2 separate regions of the Mus musculus genome follow, and region 1 is linked to region 2. A link is a contact called in public HiChIP or PLAC-seq data. All regions are on one chromosome and are shown on one strand. Each heading gives the region's core, a stretch centred on a gene start, on an enhancer-like site or on the middle of the called end of the contact. The rest is flanking DNA. Distances are from core to core; before and after follow the strand shown. Region 1 has its middle 39 kb from the start of 4930539M17Rik. Region 2 has its middle 19 kb from the start of Gm46832.

Region 1 (2,700 bases), core at 196-2,695, 93 kb after region 2:
GGTCTTCCTTTGCTGGGGAAGTCCTCAGTCCTGAACTTCTGATTTCCAAACACCCTGGCTAATGCCGCTGCCCATGGTCTTCCCAGCAGTTATCACCCGAAATTATTTTTCACTCTTTTATTTGTGTGTGTGTGTGCGCATGTGCGTGCATGTGCTCGTGCCCACCCATGCTATCCTGTGCGTGTGTGGGGTCCTGTGTGTGTGCACTCACACTACTGCCTGTGTATAGAGGTCAGAAAATTACTTTCAGGGGTCAGTTCTTGCCCTGTTTCAAGGCAGTCTCTCTTGCTGTACTATGTTTTTTAGGCATTCCAGACGATTCTCCTGTCTTGAGTCCCATCTTGCCCATAGGAGTCCTGGAATTAGAGGTGCAGGCTACTGCACCCAGCTTTTATATGGGTTCTAGAGATCAAAATCACGGTGTCAGCTGGTGAGGCCATCTCTAGCCTTCACGTGAAGTTATTTTAGTAACATGGTTATAAGGCTTTTTTTTTCCTGACTTGCCTCCCCTGATCAGGGACAAACCTCAAGAGGTTGAGACTTTGCCATTTCCCAAGGCCTATGCCATGGCCAAGGTCAAACAAGAACATTTTTGTTTGTTCGTCTTTTGAGATAAGATCTTGTGATGGAGCCTATGCTGGTCTTGAACCCTAGATAATTTGAGTTCCTCTGCCTCCCAAATGCTGGGATTACAGGTGTATACCACCATACCTGGAAAAGAACACTGCTTAATGAACCAGTGAGTGAATAAATGCAGGAAAGAAGAAAGGTCTCAAGAGACGGCTTTGTCTTGAGCCATGGAGCAAAGAAAGAGAACCAGGCCCTCATGGTTGGGGGCATTAGAAGCCCCTCAGACACAGCTCTCCTCGCTCTCCCCTGCAACTGTTGCGTGTTGAACTCTCTGTGAAGATGAAGAAGAGGAGGAGGATAATGGCGGTTTGTCTTGCTGGTGGAGCTGGACCTAGGGTTTTACTGTGTTGGGCAAGCATTCCACACTGAATTACTTTACTGCTCCAGCTCGTTCCCCAAGACTCTTATATTTGCACGTGGCTCTCTTTCTGAAGGGCTTCCTGCTCTTTGAGAACAAAGCCTGGTCTGATTTGACTAAAAGTGTACCGCGCAAGCATGTCATAGGTCGTAGATGCTAGGCAATCAATAAAAATGTTCATCAGGCCCAAATATAACCAAGCAATTAATGTTATATATAATGAATCACTGATCAGACATAACGTGTTACACTTTTTTAGTTAATACTAATACAGTCATTCTTTAATGCTTCTCTTTAGAAAACACTGGACTTTTTGATCATGGATGTTAGCGTCAGTTTTATTTGGGGTGTCTTTAAAGTCAGATGTGAAAATATGCAGGGTGTACCTTGGTGCCTGTGGGACAGAGTGGAGCTCTGTCAGGGTAGGGTGCAAAGTCAGAATTGTTTAAACTTCCTTATTGCAAGGGAATGGGGCTGAGCAGAAGCCCAGGGGAGGGCCTGCTGGAATTCCCTGCAGGGAGGGAAGTCACCCCACCCTGCTCTTGCCTTTGAGCTCAGAGGTTCTGGGAACCAGCCCAGCGGGGACTCGCCAGGGTGCAATGGGTGGGGGTGGGAGGGGTGGGGACTGGGTGGAGGGGGGAGTGTTGGGGAATCTGCAAACAGGCTCTAAGGAACCTTTCCATAGATAATGCAGGTGGGGAGAGGGAGAGACCTGTCCCCAGGGAGAACAGAGGGAGGCTATGTAAAATCCACACTCAGGTGACCCCTGAGAATTCCAGGCTTTTCCTAGCCACACCTGTAGGCCAATTGTTCTGCAATCTTCAGGGTGGTTTAGCTGGTAAATTTATCTAAATCCAATCTTGGGGGAATGAGGTGTGGAGAAGGGGTTTCTTCCTGGGGGTAGGGGTGGGGTGGGAGGCAACTGACATAGCTCATGTGACTTGCTCTATTGCCAACATTCAAAATTCTTCAGAAACAGACTACTTTAAAAAAAAATAAGTGTGACCTTCCTTTTTAAAAGTCCTCTTCCCTATGTCTGTCTCTTTTAAATCCTGCATATGGAGGTGGGGAAAAACTCTTGCCTAGCACGAGAAGCCAGAGGTTCCATCCCCTGCACCGTAAATAATATATAAAAGAACACCTTGTATGTGGGGCTCAAACTGGCTTCCACTGGAACATCTCTCCACTATTTTAGTGGCACAGGACAAGAAGCCACAACTTGCTAAACCCCAGTGTGGAAAATGGCGGGAGGCAGAGCTCGTAATTTACACACTTGTGGGTGTGAGCTCAGGTGATCGATACAAGGAGGCTCTAGAACTCGTGCCTTATTCCTAGTGTGCATTAGATCGGCAGCACAGATGTCACAAGCTTTGGCTTTGATCCTTCTCTTACTGCAGACTGGACCCTGAGCTTGCATATGTTAGACAAGCCCTCCATCACTGACCTAGAGCCTTAACCATTCTATTCCGATCTGCTCAATTGTCCACACAGGCGTCTGTCAGCCTCAGGACAGCTGGGGTTACAGGTCTGCACCATCAGGCCCTTTCCTCTGTGTGCCTGGGATAGGTCCTAGAGTCTCAGGCCTGCTAAGTAATCTGTCTTCTACTCAGCTACAGCCCTCCCGGTATTGGTAAGTAGGAGTCACTTGTATTCCCTTCCATCCCACTGACACTCATGGGCTGGGATATAAAGCTCTGCCTACAGACCAAGTA
Region 2 (2,700 bases), core at 23-2,522:
GAGGCTCATGGGTCTAGAGAAAGGGTACAGTGTGAACAGAGGCATCTGTTTGATAGTGAGGCCTCCTTCCCCACACACACTGCAGTTGTTTTCTAAAGCTAGGAGCCCGGGCTGTGGTCTTTCAGGAGACCTAGAGTTGCCAGATAAAATACAGGACACCTACTTCAATTTAAATTTCAAATACATAACAAGTGTGTTTGTTTGTTTTACTACTAGCTTATTCCCCCATAATATTGCAATATATTTTACTGAATTTTGTTTTCATTATTCACCCAAAATTCTTAGGCATCCTAAATATTTTTATTTGCTAAGTGTGCTGACCCCAGGGCAGTTCTGACTTGCTGGCTAATCAAGAGGCAGCTCAAAGCACAGTCTGGAAGTCATCATAATCCAGAAGACCAGCCTTCCCTGCATGGACGTGAAAATTCAAGGCGCTAAAGGGCTAAGAGGCCCAAGAAGTCAAGACTGACTTTGGAAAGAGATCAATTTAGTGTCGTGTATTAACACTGGATTGCTTAAGGCAATATTATAGCTATCTCTTATATCCTCACAGGTGTATAAAAGACGGTGGAGATGAAATGAAGAAGTTAGAAATGTACAGAAACAGGTATTGCCTGGGAAGAGTACTTAACAGTAATGGAGGTTTGACGTGCAATCCCTAAGGAGGAACGGGAAATGCTCTCACCGCATTGATCTGGGCTATGTTGATAAAAGCTATAGACCACTTAACTCCCCTTGTATGTTTTTAAGCCACTCTGCATTCTGGGCATTTATCAAGCTACGTTATGAGGGCTGGGAAGGAAGAAAACACAGAAGCAGCGCAGCCCCCTTTCTCCTGAGCATCTGCTGTTGCTGCTGTCAAGGGGTCTCATTTTTCCCATCTATCCTGAAGACAACCCAGAGCATAAATATCATCACTATCTTAGAATCATTGATAATATTGGTTTTTTGGTTTTGCTTTTGTTTTGTTTTTGTTTTTTTCAAGACAGGGTTTCTCTTTATAGCCCTGGCTGTCCTGGAACTCACTCTGTAGACCAGGCTGGCCTTGAACTCAGAAATCTGCCTGCTTCTGATTCCCGAGTGCTGGGATTAAAGGCATGCGCCACCACCACCACCACACACACACATACACACACACACACACACACCCGGCAAGCTCAGCTTTCCTAAGTATAAGTTCCAGTTGCCTGCAAATAGGCTAGGCTAGGACCACAAGAACAGGAGCAGTGCTGAATACCCAGCATGGCCACTGCTCGCTCAAAGGCAACGCTACAATACTGTTACTATGTAGCTGAATCAGCACTGGCCATCACTATCCTGGGCCTCTCACTGAAATGTCTCTGGTTCAATCTCCTCATCTCTAAAATCTGTGGTCATGCTTTACGATAAAACCACCACATACCAAAAGTATTTAAAATGTACTCTACTGACATAAAATTTATATACCATAAAATCCATTCTTTGGAGAGTTCACTGGTTTTAAGTTCTCTTCCCAACTTATATCCATGCTTACTCCTCCCCAAGGCTACTAAAGTTACAGTCAGGTGACAAGTCCACAAGGACAAAGAGTACACAAAGTTAAGTGATGCTAATTGATCTCCCAGGGCTGAGCACTGGGAAGCGGGCAGGGGAGGAGGCCATGCACATTCACAAACAAGCATCAGGAGTTGGTGGTACAAAAGAGAGTTCAAAAAAGAAAAGAAAACAAACAAAAAACAAGGATAAACCCAGGCGTGTAGTGCACACCTTAAATACTCAAGGGATCAGGATAGGAGCGGGAGAATCACAAGGTCAAGATTATCCAGGCCAGCCTAGGCTATCTGAGGCTCTGTCTCGAGAATGGGGAAAAAGCAAAAGGATGAGCTGAAGGGCTAACAGGAAGTGGGCAGTCCCTTCTTCCCCAAAAAGGCGGTAAGGAAGAGAGATGTGGGAGGCACACAGACAAAAGTAACAATTAGAAAAATAATAATTCACAAGGGAAAACAACTATACATATTGAAGGAAAAAAATGGACTTTTGAAGTTGTCACTGTTACATTCAAGATGAAAAACATTCTTTGGTTGGTGCATAACTCAGTGTGTGTGTGTCCCCTTGCACAGCAAAGATGCACAAAAATATGTGAATCCTGCCAGGCAGCAGCGCTGTACACCTTAATCCTATCACTAAAGAAGCAGTGGCCAGCCTTGTCTACAAAGTGAGTTCCAGGACAGCCAGAGCTCCAGAGCTACATAGAGAGACTCTGCCTCAAAAGTAAATAAATAAATAAAAACAAATGTATATATTGCATATATGTGTTGCATATAAATATGTTGAGTGCATGTGTGTGTGTGTGTGTGTGTGTGTGTCCTAATCTTCAGACCCTGTGACAGGAAAAACAACTTTATAAGGTAAAGCCAGAGATGCTGAAACAGGGAAACTAAGCTAAGGAATTTTGCCTAAATTATTTCGTAGGCCCAATCTAAAGAGCCAGGCATAGTGGTACATGCCAGGAGTCCCAGCTCTAGGCAAAAAGCAAATTAAAAACAACAACAACAACAAAAAACAAAACAAAACAAAGGAGTCCCCTCTGACTAGAAGCTGAGACATGCCACAAAGAAACACAGAGTGTAGAAAACATGAGAGGAAGTTGACCCTCTGTTATTATTTCAAGATGGATGAAGACAGCCATGAGCCAAGGACTGTAGAGATGAGCTAGAAGCT

What was found. HiChIP or PLAC-seq counts read pairs in DNA pulled down with a chosen protein or histone mark.
Region 1: a contact with region 2 is called in an H3K27ac HiChIP or PLAC-seq map of embryonic stem cells, with 5 read pairs. The contact joins two enhancer-like sites. A contact is called at or near these places in 1 of 115 datasets of contacts at active chromatin or transcription factors (embryonic stem cells) and 2 of 9 other capture datasets (liver and pancreatic islet).

The regions. Positions count from the first base shown.
Region 1 is chr3:9,099,931-9,102,630 of GRCm38.p6, forward strand. No RefSeq gene overlaps it. Among named protein-coding and RNA genes, the nearest start is that of 4930539M17Rik, 39 kb to the left of the region's middle. Within about 2 kb of position 1,446, at least 24 of the 459 cell types and tissues checked have an H3K27ac peak or open chromatin away from gene starts, as enhancers often do. A contact at or near this core is called in embryonic stem cells, where this site is marked.
Region 2 is chr3:9,007,194-9,009,893 of GRCm38.p6, forward strand. No RefSeq gene overlaps it. Among named protein-coding and RNA genes, the nearest start is that of Gm46832, 19 kb to the right of the region's middle. Within about 2 kb of position 1,273, at least 14 of the 459 cell types and tissues checked have an H3K27ac peak or open chromatin away from gene starts, as enhancers often do. A contact at or near this core is called in embryonic stem cells, where this site is marked.